Regions from separate parts of the Mus musculus genome. Here region 1 is linked to region 2. A link is a contact called in public Hi-C data. All regions are on one chromosome and are shown on one strand. The core of a region is the stretch at or near the end of the contact, and the rest is flanking DNA. Distances in the headings are between cores, read along the strand shown. Region 1 has its middle 64 kb from the start of 4930526H09Rik. Region 2 has its middle 41 kb from the start of Gm33172.

What was found. Hi-C and Micro-C count contacts between places; a contact is called where the count stands out from the background.
Region 1: a contact with region 2 is called in a Hi-C map of pancreatic cancer cells, with 3 times the contacts expected there. The contact joins two enhancer-like sites. A contact is called at or near these places in 3 of 15 datasets of contacts at CTCF or cohesin (CD8 T cells and the NIH/3T3 cell line), 11 of 484 Hi-C or Micro-C datasets (adipose-derived mesenchymal stem cells, bone marrow-derived macrophages, embryonic fibroblasts and 8 more) and 8 of 115 datasets of contacts at active chromatin or transcription factors (the NIH/3T3 cell line, bone marrow-derived dendritic cells, bone marrow-derived macrophages and 5 more).

The regions. Positions count from the first base shown.
Region 1 is chr13:110,964,501-110,971,610 of GRCm38.p6, forward strand. No RefSeq gene overlaps it. Among named protein-coding and RNA genes, the nearest start is that of 4930526H09Rik, 64 kb to the left of the region's middle. Within about 2 kb of position 3,716, at least 130 of the 459 cell types and tissues checked have an H3K27ac peak or open chromatin away from gene starts, as enhancers often do. A contact at or near this core is called in embryonic fibroblasts, epidermal suprabasal cells and pancreatic cancer cells, where this site is marked.
Region 2 is chr13:110,721,057-110,727,700 of GRCm38.p6, forward strand. No RefSeq gene overlaps it. Among named protein-coding and RNA genes, the nearest start is that of Gm33172, 41 kb to the left of the region's middle. Within about 2 kb of position 3,290, at least 36 of the 459 cell types and tissues checked have an H3K27ac peak or open chromatin away from gene starts, as enhancers often do. A contact at or near this core is called in embryonic fibroblasts, epidermal suprabasal cells and pancreatic cancer cells, where this site is marked.

The DNA.
Region 1 (7,110 bases), core at 2,466-4,965, 240 kb after region 2:
CACTAAGAACGGAATCCACCACTTGGCTACTTACCAAACTCCAAAACAAGGGTTTTTGAGAACTGCTTGCTCTTACCCTCTCCAGGTTCTTGGTTTGTTTTCTCCTCCTCCTCCTCCTCCTCCTTCTCCTCCTCCTCCTCCTCCACTTCCTCCTCTCTACCTCCCCCTCCTTCTTCTTCTCCTCTTCCTCCTCCCCCTCCTCTCCCTCCTCCCTCTTCTCTTCCTCCTCTCCTCCTTCCCCTCCTCCTCCTCCTCTTCCTCCTCCTTCTTTGCATAGTTGTACATACACGTGTACACACTTGTAGGTGTGCTCACCCATGCAGGTGTGTGTGGCCACAGGTTGCCATCAGAGTGTTTTCTGTAATTGCTTCTCCACTCTGAAAACTGGTTCTCTCATTGAACCTGCAGATGGCCATTCTAGACTGCCTGGTCAAAGAGCTACAAGGAGGCACTTGTTTCTGTCTGTCGGTGCTGGGATTACAACAGTTCATCGCCACACACCTCTGCATGTGGGTGCTGGAGATTTGAACTCGGGTCCCCAGGTTTGTGCAGAAAGTGCTTTGCCCACTGAACCATCTCCTCATCCCCAGCGCTGGGTTTCTTATATTTTCTATCTCTTTAAAACATAAAAATGTACTGCATCTCTGTCTAGAGTGATAAAACTGTTGTGATAATAAGGTATTTTTTTTAATGTCCAGAGGACATTCTCAGATGTCATAAATGCCTTTCCAAATGTTTGAGCTCCAAATAAATTCAAAATGCATTTAGTAGAATGTAATTCCTCTTCTCATTTAAACCCAGGAGGGCTTCAAGGAAAACACAATTCAAGTGTTTCTTGAATTTATTGTTTTACACTTGAGTCAGCCAAATGTGATTTGAAAACAGATGCTTGATATAAAAAAACCAAAAACCAAAAAAAACCAAACAACAAAAACAAAAATATAAACCTTTAAATGAATGTTGTTAGGTTTCCTTGGTGTTCTCTCTCTCTCTCTCTCTCTCTCTCTCTCTCTCTCCCTTCCTTCCTTCTTTCCTTCCTTCCTTTCTTAAAAGAGGAAGAAAGGAGTCTAATATAAACTTTCTTAAAATTCTCTAACTACAACCAGAAAATTAAGCCACAAATATACTGACCCTAGTGCTTTTCTTTGTTTGGCCACATGTCACGTTGTCTTGTATATTTGAAGGGTTTTATTGCTGTGAAAATACACCACAACCATGGTGACTCTCATAAAGGAAAACAACTAATTGGGGCTGGTTTACAGTTTCAGAGGTTCAGTCCATTGTGGTGGGAAACATGGCAGCATGCAGGCAGATATGGCGCTGAGAGTTCTACATCTTAATCTGAAAGCAGCTAGGAGCCTGAATATGTTTCACACTGGGAGTAGCTTGAACATTTAAGACCTCATGTCTGCCTCAACAGTGACACATTTCCTATAGCAAGGCCACACTCCTCTAATAAAGCCAAACCTTCTAATAGTGCCACTCCCTATGGCCAAGGATTCAAACACATGAATCTCTGGGACTATACCTAGCCAAACCACCACAACCACAGAAAACATCTTCATGCTGAATAGACAGCTCTAGTTTGGACACTGAGAGGAGGGAAAAGTTGAGTTCCTGGTCACATGTTACAGATGCTCATTTTAAAACATCATAGTAAAAATAAACGTACTCTTAAAGAAGCAAAACATGAAATCTGAGATCATGGATTCGATTACTAATCCTACTTTACATGCTGAGTAAATATAGCAATTCACTCACCTGCCCAAGCACCAGTTTTCTCATTTGATCAACGTGGATAACAATACCTATCTTGCAGGCTACGAACAGGCCGTTCTGGAGATTGCTATCAACCCCTTCTATGTATATATCTCCCTTTTGTCCATCTGGGAAATAAAACATGAAACAATATGTCTGCTGCAGATACTCTTTTCCTAGACCTGATATTAGTGATAACCGTTGCGAACAATTAAAAAAATGTTTTAAAAATTCTTTTAAAAAGAAGAAACATGTTTGCTCTTCCTTAAATGATCTTAGGGTAGGCATCAGCTTTAAAATGAATCTGGAAGTAGTTTACCTTTGGTCCTTTTATGCATACACACACACATGCACACACATGCATACCTACACACACAGGTTTACCTAGAGCCATACAAGAGGCAACAAAGAAAAAAAATCCCAAGAAGGCTCTCCATTTACACAAATGTAAAAGTCAAGGGACAACCTTGTTGAGCCAAAATATTGCACAGTTTTCTGTCATTCTCTCTTGGGTTGCATCTGTGTTAAAAAGATTCTCCCCAAAAGTGGCAAGGGGCACCCTTTCCTGAATTCCCAGCTCTTGTCAGGAATAACAAATTTCTAAAGAACTAAATTAAAAAGAAAGTTCAAAAAGGAAATCTCTCTTCTAGTCTTTCTTATTGCACAGTACAAATGGCTAAGGACTCCAAGGGAGACCACCATAAACTCTGTAGAACAAAGTGTAGTATTTCACTGTGAATTAGCCTGTTAAAAAAAATGTTACAAAGCAGAGCTCATTGTTTTAGGATTTACTGTTCCACACATCCTAAAGATATGATAAGAAACTATGAAGTCAGCACTGTAGCTATTGAGACAGCGAGAGCAGACAAGCTCCATCCAGAAACAAATAGATTTCCTACAGACCTGTGATCTTGCTTATCTAAGAGGAAGGTTTTGTTTGCTTGTCAATCAAGCAGAGCAGATCTTCTGGGCGCGCGGCCACACCTTGGACTGGGGAAGCTCAGGAAGGAAGGAATGTGGGAAGGAAGAGGGGAGAGGCCATTTCCTGATGGGTCAGCTGCTGGCAAGTGTCTGGACCCTGGGAAAGCTGTGGTGTAAGCCTTCCTCTCCTTGGAGAGCAAGCAGAGCAGCAGGAACAATGGTGTGAAACTCTGCCGGTAACTCCCAGGTCACGCCTGGAGCAGCATGGTCCACCGGCAGCAGGTTATGCCTCAACATGTCCTGGACTCTCGGCAGCCTGCTGTTTAAACCTCCCTGTGCAATCCCTCTGCCAACATGAAGCATATTCTCAAGGCAATTTCTCTCCAAGGGAGACAAAGAGCATCTAGCACTGGGTTAACTGAAAAGCCATGGCATGGGAGAAAAGGCCTTCTAAGACTCTCAGACTGCCAATCCCAGAGATCTTGACTGACAGTTCTTATGTTTTAACATCCCAAGTGATCTTTTTATGTTCAGTTTCTGATTAATCTGCAGAGCATCCTCCTGTGTTAGGCTACTCAGGATCTGTAGAATGAGTTAAAAGACACCATTCCCTGCTCCAGGCTTGGTCTCCCCACGCTCTGAAAGGGCTGTGCCAAGGAAACTTACTTCTACTGTTAATGTCTCAGCTAAAAGGTGCTTAATCATTGTAAGAATTTCTTAGCTGGGCGTGGTGGGTACATGCATATAATTCCAACATGTGGGAGGTGGGGGCGGGGCCATCAGGAATTTGAGGTTATCCTGAACAACATAGTGAGTTCATGTCCAACCTAGAATACAAAGTACAAAATCTGAAGAAAAACGAAACAAAACTACAAAAATGAAAACAAGGACCAGCTGGGTTGGTGCAGAGGAAAGCCAAGATAAACCAAGAAAAAAAAAAATAAAACACATCAATTTAAAAATACCTTATTCAATATTCAAGACAAGATTTCCTACTGTTCCTAGTCTAAGAGACTAGTTTAGGGTAATCTCTTTCCCTCCCTTCCTCTTTCACACAGTGTAAGCAGGGCATTTGGCTCCTCCCTAGCACAGTGCAAGCCTCCATGTTCTTTAAATCTGGTACATTCCTGCCCTCTAGAGGACAGAGTTCCAATCACTGCTAGGATCAAACAGTTGCTTTGTGGAGACTGAATTGTCAAATTCATAGCCGTGAAGTACTCTTGGCTCACACAGGCACAACAGCTTTCAAAAAAATAATCTTTCTTCAGGTGATTCCCAGGCATCAAATTTACCTAAAGGTCATTTTTCTTATAAACAGGAGTAGTTCGTTGTTGGTGAAAATGTAATACCATATGGATTTATTTCTCTGTTTTTCCTACACGTGCTTAAATTGGCCAAAACAGTGGCAATGAGCTTAAGCCAATGTCTTTGGAGCTTCTCCCTAATCCTCACCCCTCAGTTCTCAACACAGGAGTCCAAGAGCGCCAGGAAGATCATCCAAAGAAGTCATTCTTCAATCCCTTTAAGCCGATGGGGCTTTGCACTTCCCGGGCAGGATTGAAGCAGCCAGACACATGCTGTCGCCTTCTCCTCCACTAGGAGAACTTCCTAGCAGAGCCAAGAGGGCCAAGTGACGTTCTCCAAGTGACGTTCTCCAGGCCACAGAGTTGGATTGAGGCATATGGTGCAATGGAACCCAAACTGCTGATAATGTTTTTAAGCCTGTGGCATCAGTTTTCTATTCAAAGACCAAGCCAGAGGTTTGCGTTATTTTATTTTTAGTTACATAGACACCAGGCTATTTATCACCAGGGACAGAAGTGAATCTAGCACTGCCCCCTGTGTGGTGGTTTGAATGAAAAGGGCCTCCATAGGTGCAGAGGGAGTGGTACTATTAGGAGGCATGGCCTTGTTGAGGAGGTGTGCCACACTGGAGGTAGCTTCGAAGTTTCAAATGCTCAAGCCAAACCCAGTGTCTCTTTCTCTTCCTGGTGCTTTCAGATCCAGATGTAGAACTCTCAGCTACTTCCCCAGCACCACACCTGCCCAGATGCTGCCATGCTTCCTGCCATGATGAAAATGGACTTAACCTAGAAACTGTAAGGCAGCCCCAATTAAATGTTTTCCTTTATAAGAGTTGGGTAGTCATAGAGTCTCGTCACAGCAATTGTCACTCTCCAACATGTGTCTATTTCAGACTAGGTCATGGCACCATTGGATATGGTGATCTTCCTGGTTACAGTCATCTATATTCTGGAACCTTGGAAAGTGTTTGTGATGCTGGCTGTCCTTTTATAACAACTTTCTGGCCTTTGTTCTCTTCCGTTTATGAATAAGAAACTAAGGAATATCACTAGACCAGGCCATAGAGCATACAACTGTAAGATCTCTTCTGCTCTAAAATGTGTCATTTCTGTTTCATCACGAAGTTTCTAACAAAGAAAAGAGCACTAGATCGATGCATAAATTACTTCATCTATTTGCTTTTAAAATAAGATGGGAACTGACATGCCTTAGGCTTCATACTTCACCGGCAGAGCTAGGGCTAATAGGGATTCTTAATTTCAAGCCAGTCACTGTACAAAGTCTATTATAGCTCCTTTCTCATCCTCCTCCCCTGACACACACACCAGCTGCAGAGGTCCACCGTGAAATCACCATACACATCAGAAAGATGTTGTCTTTGACAGTTCCTTCCTTGCTCTCTCCACTTAATCATCTTCAATGCTGCATCTTTCTAGGGTGTGCAGATGGCTACCAACTCCAGTCCCCCAAACCTGCCTCACAGTTATGTCTGACTTAGTGGGCCCTTATCTATATCCAGGTTGGAATGAAACTTTGATTTCCCAGGGCACAAGACAAAGTATGTCAATAATGAGGAGAGCAGCTGGACCTAAGACTCAATATTTGAAGGACTATGGGAAAGATTTGAAAACCAGAGTCTGTCTAGAATTGGAAATTTTCTACTTTTCTAAAAACCCACTCAAATGACTGTTGGGGGAAGCCCGGATGATTTCTCAGCAAGTTGGTTTCTGCTTCTAACGTCATGTTCAAGTTCTCGTCTGATTATGACTTACTAGAAGGTGACTTTAAAATGGCATATGGGTTAAATTGTACTTCTCTACTCATGGTGAAAGGATGGAAAGGAAAGAATGCAAAACTGTACAACCCACGTACCACATGGGTGTGGTTATTTAATCTATAATTTTTTCTCTTTATCCACTTTCTACTGCACACTCATGCTCAATCCAGCAAGTTTAGGCTTCTCAGTCAGGTGCCAGCTTCCAGGAATATGTGAGCAGCTCCAGCAGAAATTCAGAAACAAAGCTGGGGATGAGTACAGTTGCACAGGCCTATAGCCTATCACACAGGAGTTAGAGGCTGGAAGATCAAGAATTCAAGGCCATCTCCAGCTACATAGTAGATGCAAGGCCAGCCTGAGCTCAAAAAGATCAAGAGTTCAAGGTCACCTTCGGCTACATAGAGCTGTGAGCTCTATGAAATCTTGTCTCAAAAAAGAAATACTTAGAAAAAAAGGTGGCTTGAGGGTTAGCCAGAGAATTCACCAGTCTCCATTAGCAGTTAGCACTGGACTCCACTGTCAGGGTTAATGACAGTTTTCAGTGTCTCATCATTGAAGTCCAGGAAAGGGAACTGTGGAAACCACGAGGGTTTTCTTCGCTAGCGTTTCAAAGTGTCCTTCATTCTTAGAAATCAGGAGTTTCCTATCTGGCCTCAAGAACGGAACAATCTTTCTAGTTTGGCCTTTGGGAACTATTACCAAAAATCAGTTAGAAAAATTTCCCTTTCAATTGGCCAGTGATCTAGAGTGTTAGTGGTCCCTGTAACAGTAGGAGATAGATGTGTGTCACAGATGGTTGCCCAGCTGTAGGGCTGTGGAGGAGCAGTGAAGAGGGAATTAAAGGTTTTCTCCTCAGTTATGACAGCTGGTCCTACCTTGTTCCAATACTGGGCAGCTGATGTATATTATAGCAAGAACTAATTAGAAAGTCCTCTTCAACCTTCTCTACCCATTGGCCATGGTGAAGCTGTTAATGACAGATCTGCAGAAAGGCTTCCTATTAGACACTTATCCATGGCATTTTTTGGAGTTTTGTTTTTCACCTTTTTCTAGTTCTGCTCCTGGATGAATGGTTTGTGTGGTGTTATTGGGTGTATTCAAAATTCAGCTTGTCTCACTAATTACATTGAGGTTGTACAGACCATTGTCCAATTTACCACTGTTCCCTAAAACCTCTTCCTTCTCAGCCAGCAGACACATAATAACGATTAAAAGCAGAGGGAAAGGGAGCCTGCAGCTAGAAAATGTAGCAGGCTACAAAATGTGGAGCAGAAAAGAAGCACTTAAATGTTCTTGATGCAATTGTCTGGATAGATATAAAAAGCAATATTTAATATTTATCTAACTTC
Region 2 (6,644 bases), core at 2,040-4,539:
GAGTATGGCGCAGAGTCTGAAGGAAAGATCATCCTGAGACTGCCCCACCTGGGGATCCATCCCACATACATTCACCTAACCCAGGCACTATTTTGGATGCCAACAAGGGCTTGCTGACAGAAACCTGATATAGCTGTCTCTTGAGAGGCTCTGACAGTGTCTGACAAATAGAAAGGTGGATTCTCTCAGCCAACTATTGGACTGAACACAAGGTCCCCAGTGGAGGAGCTAGAGAAAGGACTGAAGGTTCTGAAGGAATTTGTAGCCCCATAGGAGAAACAATATGAACAAACTAGTACCCCCCAGAACTCCCAGGGACTAGACCACCATCCAAAGAGTTCACATGGATGCACCTGTATGTAGTTCCAGCTGCATAGGTAGCAGAGGATGGCCTTGTTGGCCATCAGTGAGAGAAGAGGCCCTTAGTCTTTTGAAGGCTTGATTCCCCAGTGTAGGGGAATGCCAGGACAAGGAAGAGGGAGTGGGTGGGTTGGTGAGCAGGGGGAGGGGATAGTGTATAGGTAGTTTTCAGAAGGAAAACCAGGAAAGGGAATAATATTTGAAATGTAAATAATGAAAATATCTAATTTTTACAAAAGGGATGGGCAAAGGGGCACAGAGGCTGGCACTGAAGGAGGAAAAACATGGCTATAGGGACTGTGTCACATACACGGGGGACATGTGGGAACATAGAGGAGGCAATGGGAATGCCCTGCCTAGAGGCAGCTAATAATGACATGTCTTATTGTCGGCTGGTTGCCTGAAGGGCCTTTGCTGCCAGACAGGGCTGGCTAGAGAGGTTCCCTGATTGCCACTATCTATTATGTAGGGGCTAGAGTAGAACTCACGGATTGAGAGCACTGGCTGTTCTTCCAGAGGACTCAGGTTCAGTCCCCAGAACTCACATGGTGGCTAACAACATTCTTTACCTGCCATTCCGGGGGATCCCATGCCTCTGCCCTTAGTGAGCACTGAACATATGTGGTGCCCAGACGTGCCTGCAGGCAAAAGGTATTGTCTAGAGTGATGCCTTCTTTGTGAACTGTAGAGCTACGGCTCTTTCAGGCCTGATGTCCACACATTCGTCTTTAGTTCCAACTGATTCGGATGTGTCCTATCTGAATTCTAAAGCAGGGGCTGCTGCATGAGGAGTTAGCAGCGACTGTGCAGCTCATCACGACAGTCAAGTTCTGGAACTTTGAATCAGCCTCTGGTGTTCCAAAGACATGGGGCATGCCTGCATTCGTGGTGTCTTGTATATTTACGCTTGTTCTACATATTCATGAGCACGCGCGCAGCAGTTAATCACAGGAAGCACAGAAGCCGCGGTCTCAGTAGCACAGTCTGTTTTCTAGACTCATCTGGATTTGAGCATGCACAGTGAATCTGAAAGTCAAATTCTCCTTCCCAACTTTGTGAGCAGTAGGAAAGTCAGCAAATGCCCCCCTTGAAACCTTCGGTGTGAGAATATACAACTTGATTCTGATCTTAAATTTTTCCACCAGAAACCTCACACAATTATAAAACCGTGGGTACATGCAAGGAAATAAATTGAAATATTGTTGTATCTTGCCTTCTTCTTGCAGCTGTTGGGGAAGAAATTTAGGCATGCATATTCCTTTGTGGTTGTCTGCCACAGATCATTTAGGTGACCACGTGTAGATAATTAGATGCTTTACAGGAGAACAATACTGAATGTGAAATCAATTAGAAAAAAAAAAAACAAGAAAATTATTGTTCGAGAAACGCATGCTTCCTTAGAAAGCAGCACAAAAGTTTTTATTTCATAAATAAGTTAACAGTGTGGTAATACTAAGGATCCTGGAACAACTGTAAACTTTAGAACTCATTGGAAACAGACCTCTTAGGTTCGAGTGGCAAAGATTGTTTTGATTATAAGATAATGTAATACAGCCACGATCAATTTATTATCTCACTAGCTCTTTTCTCTCCAAGAATTCCTGAAATTAAAATCCGTAAGTATGTCCAGAACGTGGGGACTCATCTGTTTCTTATTCATTTACATCTTGTTTGCTGTGATGTTTCATGTGAACTATTAGAAGTTCCAGAAGGTTTTAAGCTTTGATGGGGGTGGGGGGTGATGTTAAGCTTTCTCCCCACCCCCTTTAATACAGAGAAAGTTCTAGTTTAATTTTAAATTGAAACTCAAAATCTTGGAGTGGACTTGGAGAGCTGGAACCAGTTATCCCTCAGCGCCGGACTTGGAAACATCACGATGTCTTCCCTGCCCACCTGGTTAGCATTTCAGTGGCTTCTTTTTAATGTGGGATGGATGTTTCCCCAAGTCCTTCGATTTCACTGCACAGTGGCAAGATTTCTAAAGTTAAATTTAAAAACTAAAATGAAGCATCACAGCCACGTGATAGAAAAGAAGTTCTTGGACTGATCTGGACCTAAATTAACTTTAACGCTGCAAGAGTCTAACTGCTACTCCTTCTCAGTGTTGTAATCAATGCAAACCAGATTCAGCAGCCCTAATGAGACAAATGTTTTAGAAAAAGGAGTGTGTTTCTTTTTCCAAGTTTAAGGAAAGCAGAATAACTCCCGTGCTTGGATAACCAATGGTAAGCATGCTATCAAGTAGCCGACTGATGCTGAGTCTGACTAGTTTATCCTTTATTTTTGTTTTGTGCCTCAAGCTACCAATCAATTTAAATATTCAAATTCAAAACATCTCACAGTTCTTCTTTAAATATTTTGCTACATAGATGTTTAGTGTGTGTGTGTGTATGTCTGTGTCTGTGTCTGTGTCTGTGTGTGTGTGTGTGTGTGTGTGTGTCTGTGTGTGTGTGTGTGTGTGTGTGTGTGTGTGTGTGTCTGTGTGTGTGTGTGTCTGTGTCTGTGTGTGTGTGTGTCTGTGTCTGTGTGTGTGTGTCTGTGTGTGTGTGTGTGTGTGTGTGTGTGTGTGTGTATCTGTGTGTCTATGTGTGTGTGTACCATAGTGTGCATATGGATTTAAGGGGTCAACTATGGGTTTGTAATTATACAATGTGGGTCATAGGAATTGAACTCTGTACTTTGGGTTTGGCAGCAAGCTCCTTTACTTTCTGAGCTACCTTATCAGCGCACTTGTCGAGTTTTTTAGTAGTAATTTGAATATGTCCAGTTGCCAAAATACAAGTTTGAAGAATAAACAGACAAACCAACATTAATCCTTTGGGAATGCATGAGTGCATCTGTGAGCAAATATCTGACAGACACAGGTGAAGGCAGGAAAGGGTCAATTTATTTTAGTTTCCTAGAGTCTCTAGTCTGTAAGGGCAAGGAATGCAGGCAGTAGGGATGACTCAGTCCATTGCAGTGAGAGCATGAGACAGTGGGAACTTATTCGCTATATGGCCAACCAGGAAGCAGAGAAAGGAGACTGGGACAACCAATGGGCATAATTTACACTGCTCACCCTTAGAAGTCTATGTCCACGAGCCAAGTCTCTCCCTCCCCAAGAACAGTTTTATAGTATTAGAGCTACAAACTAGACAAAGTCTTCAAAACGTGAGCCCATGGCAGGAAGTGTGGTATCTAAGCCCTGATAAACTGTGTGCCCTCAAAACTGGAATGCATTACTTTGTGTCCCGAATGCTGCTCATAGCTCCTGGTTCTTATAGAGTCTGCCTAAAGTCCATGCAGTATGGAAGCAGAGGGACCGCAGAGCAGTGATGTCAAAGCTATAGCCGAACCCAAGTCATGGAGAGAGGCAAGTTGCTTAACGGTGCTAATGACTCGGCTGGCACAAATCTGCCATGGAGGGAGGGAGGGAGGGAGGGAGGGAGCACAGATGGAGCCTTGGTGTGAATAAGCTCATACTTGAGGGTGCTTGTTCTATGTTGCATAGTCTTCTAAGGACTCCATAAGCATTAGTTCACATAACCTCTAAAGCAGCCAGAATAGTTATAATTACCCACTCCTCCGCCCTTCTTTTGCAGGCACAAAGCAGGCACAGAGAGGTTAAATTACACGGCTGAACTTGTTCCACCAGCACACTGTAAAGCTAGGACTGCAATCCTAGCCATCTGGACTAGGAGCCTGTACCTCCCTTGTCCAGTATGCACTAAGCTGCACCTTGTTGGTTTTAGGGAGATACTGAATGACAGAGGTCTGTAGTTTAGTACATAAGTAAAGTTCAGTTTTCTAAAACCTTTGGAGGCAGGGAGGTTTGCATAGAATAGGGAGACCTTCCTATGATGCTGTCCATAGTATATCCAGTTAGCACGATTTACCATCTCTCTGCTACCGATGAACAAACAACGTCTTATGTATTCTAAAAGCCTGGGAAATGCAAAGTCAGGTTTTGCTACTCAAAGAATCCCTTTTCCTCCAAAGCAACAAGAAGGTGAAGCTTTAAAGCTGGGATTCTATCAACACAGGGCTCACTGTGAGATCAGCGAATGAAATTCTCTACCAACGCAAGTACTTGAAAAAAGAAGTTACCCAAAACAACTACATCTGGAAGTTCTAGGAATTAGGGTTTTGTTTTGTTTTGTTTTGTTTTTTAAAATGTAGCTCCTATTTTAATGTAACATGAGATGACTGGTATGTAGGGGCAACTTTCATGAAGATCCAGATGTGGCTTCTTTCTTGCAGAGGAAAGGAGGGTCCACCCAGAAGTAGGTGAGGTTTTGTCTGTGCCTAGTTGCTCTCCTTATTTTTATCTGTGTGAACAGCCAGGATGAGAAGGAAGTAAGGTGTGTTTTGCATCCCCACTGGCTACCTCATCTACAGCGAGTGTGCCTAGGAATATTCTAGAATTATTTTAATCTGGCTTGGTTTTGCGTTTGGTTTATATTAAAACAAGGAAAATACATTTGAGTCCAAGAGCCCATAAGAGGCTTCTAGACAAAAAATGCATGGCCCAGTGGAGCTTATGGGTGCTATGCAGCCTAATGAGTTGGCGTATTGGAATCTTAACTATTCCCCACCCATATTTCCTGTCTGGTGTTGGCAGCTTGTGCCACCACACCCATTCCTCCTAGCAACACCTTCAAAGGGGAGTGCTGTTTCTCAGGTGGCTCACACTCGATTTCCTGAGTTAACAGGAGAGAGGAAGGGCTATCTTTCTCTAGCTTCCTTGTCTGCAAACTATCAACACAACCTTTGAGTTCCCACAATCCTCCATGCTCACAGGTTTCAAACTCCTGCCATAGAACACACACACACACACACAAACACACATACACACACATACAAACACACACACAAACACACACAAACACACACACACAAACACATACACACACACACACACACACACACACACACACACACACACACAGTTGGTAAATCAAAGAATTCACTGCTGTGCCATGGTTTTCCTTCCTCTGAAAGGAATAGAAATTGAACCCTGGAGTCATTTGGGAGAATGAGAGAAAATGGGTCACCAGGAAAATTCAGCTTTTTTGACCATAGCACATTTCATTCCTACTTAGTTTAATAAAAGTATATGGCTAAGCCACTGAATTAGGTCCCTTTGAGCTCCCAAAAGAGAGTTTATGATGGGTCACTCTAACTTATGAAGTTTCTGAGATTTATTATTGTTCCCTCAGTGACAACACAAAATGAGTCAAGTAGTAATTTTATGTCATCAATTAAATGCAAGCACAACAAAGTCTTTCCCAATGTCTCCCTGTGTATGCTGAAAGCAAAGAGACCTTTTCCAGCTTCTACTGTTCACTGTGATGTTTCTCCTCCAGCTCCCATGCCGCCAACTCTCAGTTCTTTGGCCTGTGATCTTCCAATAAAGGTCATGAGTATGACTATGTGGTAGTGCTTTCGAAGACTGGGAATAGGAGAGAAGTTGAAATGGAGAGTCTCTGTGTTGGTTAAATGTGACTTAATGACCTTACATGTGAGGAGCCTGTACTATGAGTGACCAAGGCTCTGGCTTAAAGATTTCTTCTCAATCTATCTCATATATATGATTTCAGATCTCACAAGATCCACATAAAAGCCATATGGGTATGTCAGCCCACTTATAACTTCAGCTCTCTGAAGAAAGAGTCAGGGGATCCTAGAGTCAGTTGGAAAGTCAAACTAGCCCTATTGATGAGTTTCAGAATCTATTCAGAGACCTCCCCTCAAACAATAAGATGGGGAATTGGCCATATGTCCCAACAGAGCTATATGGGATTCAGAAAACTCTTGGTTCTGAGTTTAGCTTGGAGCATGACAATAGAAAGCAAATTGGATTGTTGATCTTTTCTGTACTATAAGCCACTTTTATCTTTTAATTTTTCTTTCTGCCTACATCTACTTCTACAACTTCATCTACATCTACATCATCTACATCTACATCATCTACATCTACATCTACATCTACAAATACATCTACACATACATCTATCCGACTCCCTCTGTCATCTTGGAACTGACACTTTTTTAAGTTTCAGTCAAACTAAGAGAGATCAATATCTCTTACTATATCTATTTTCAACAAACTTTTTAACTGAGAAAATATCAAAAGTATCTTTAAGTTTTGCATATAACCCAGGTTCAGATTCCCTTATTTTTAACATCTTAAATTGTTACAACCACCTGTCAATAGCACCTCAGTAAGGAGTGGGGCCTGAAGAACACTTCCCCAATAAGCAAGATCTCACCTGCTTAATCTTGTGTTGGGCTCTTGTGTT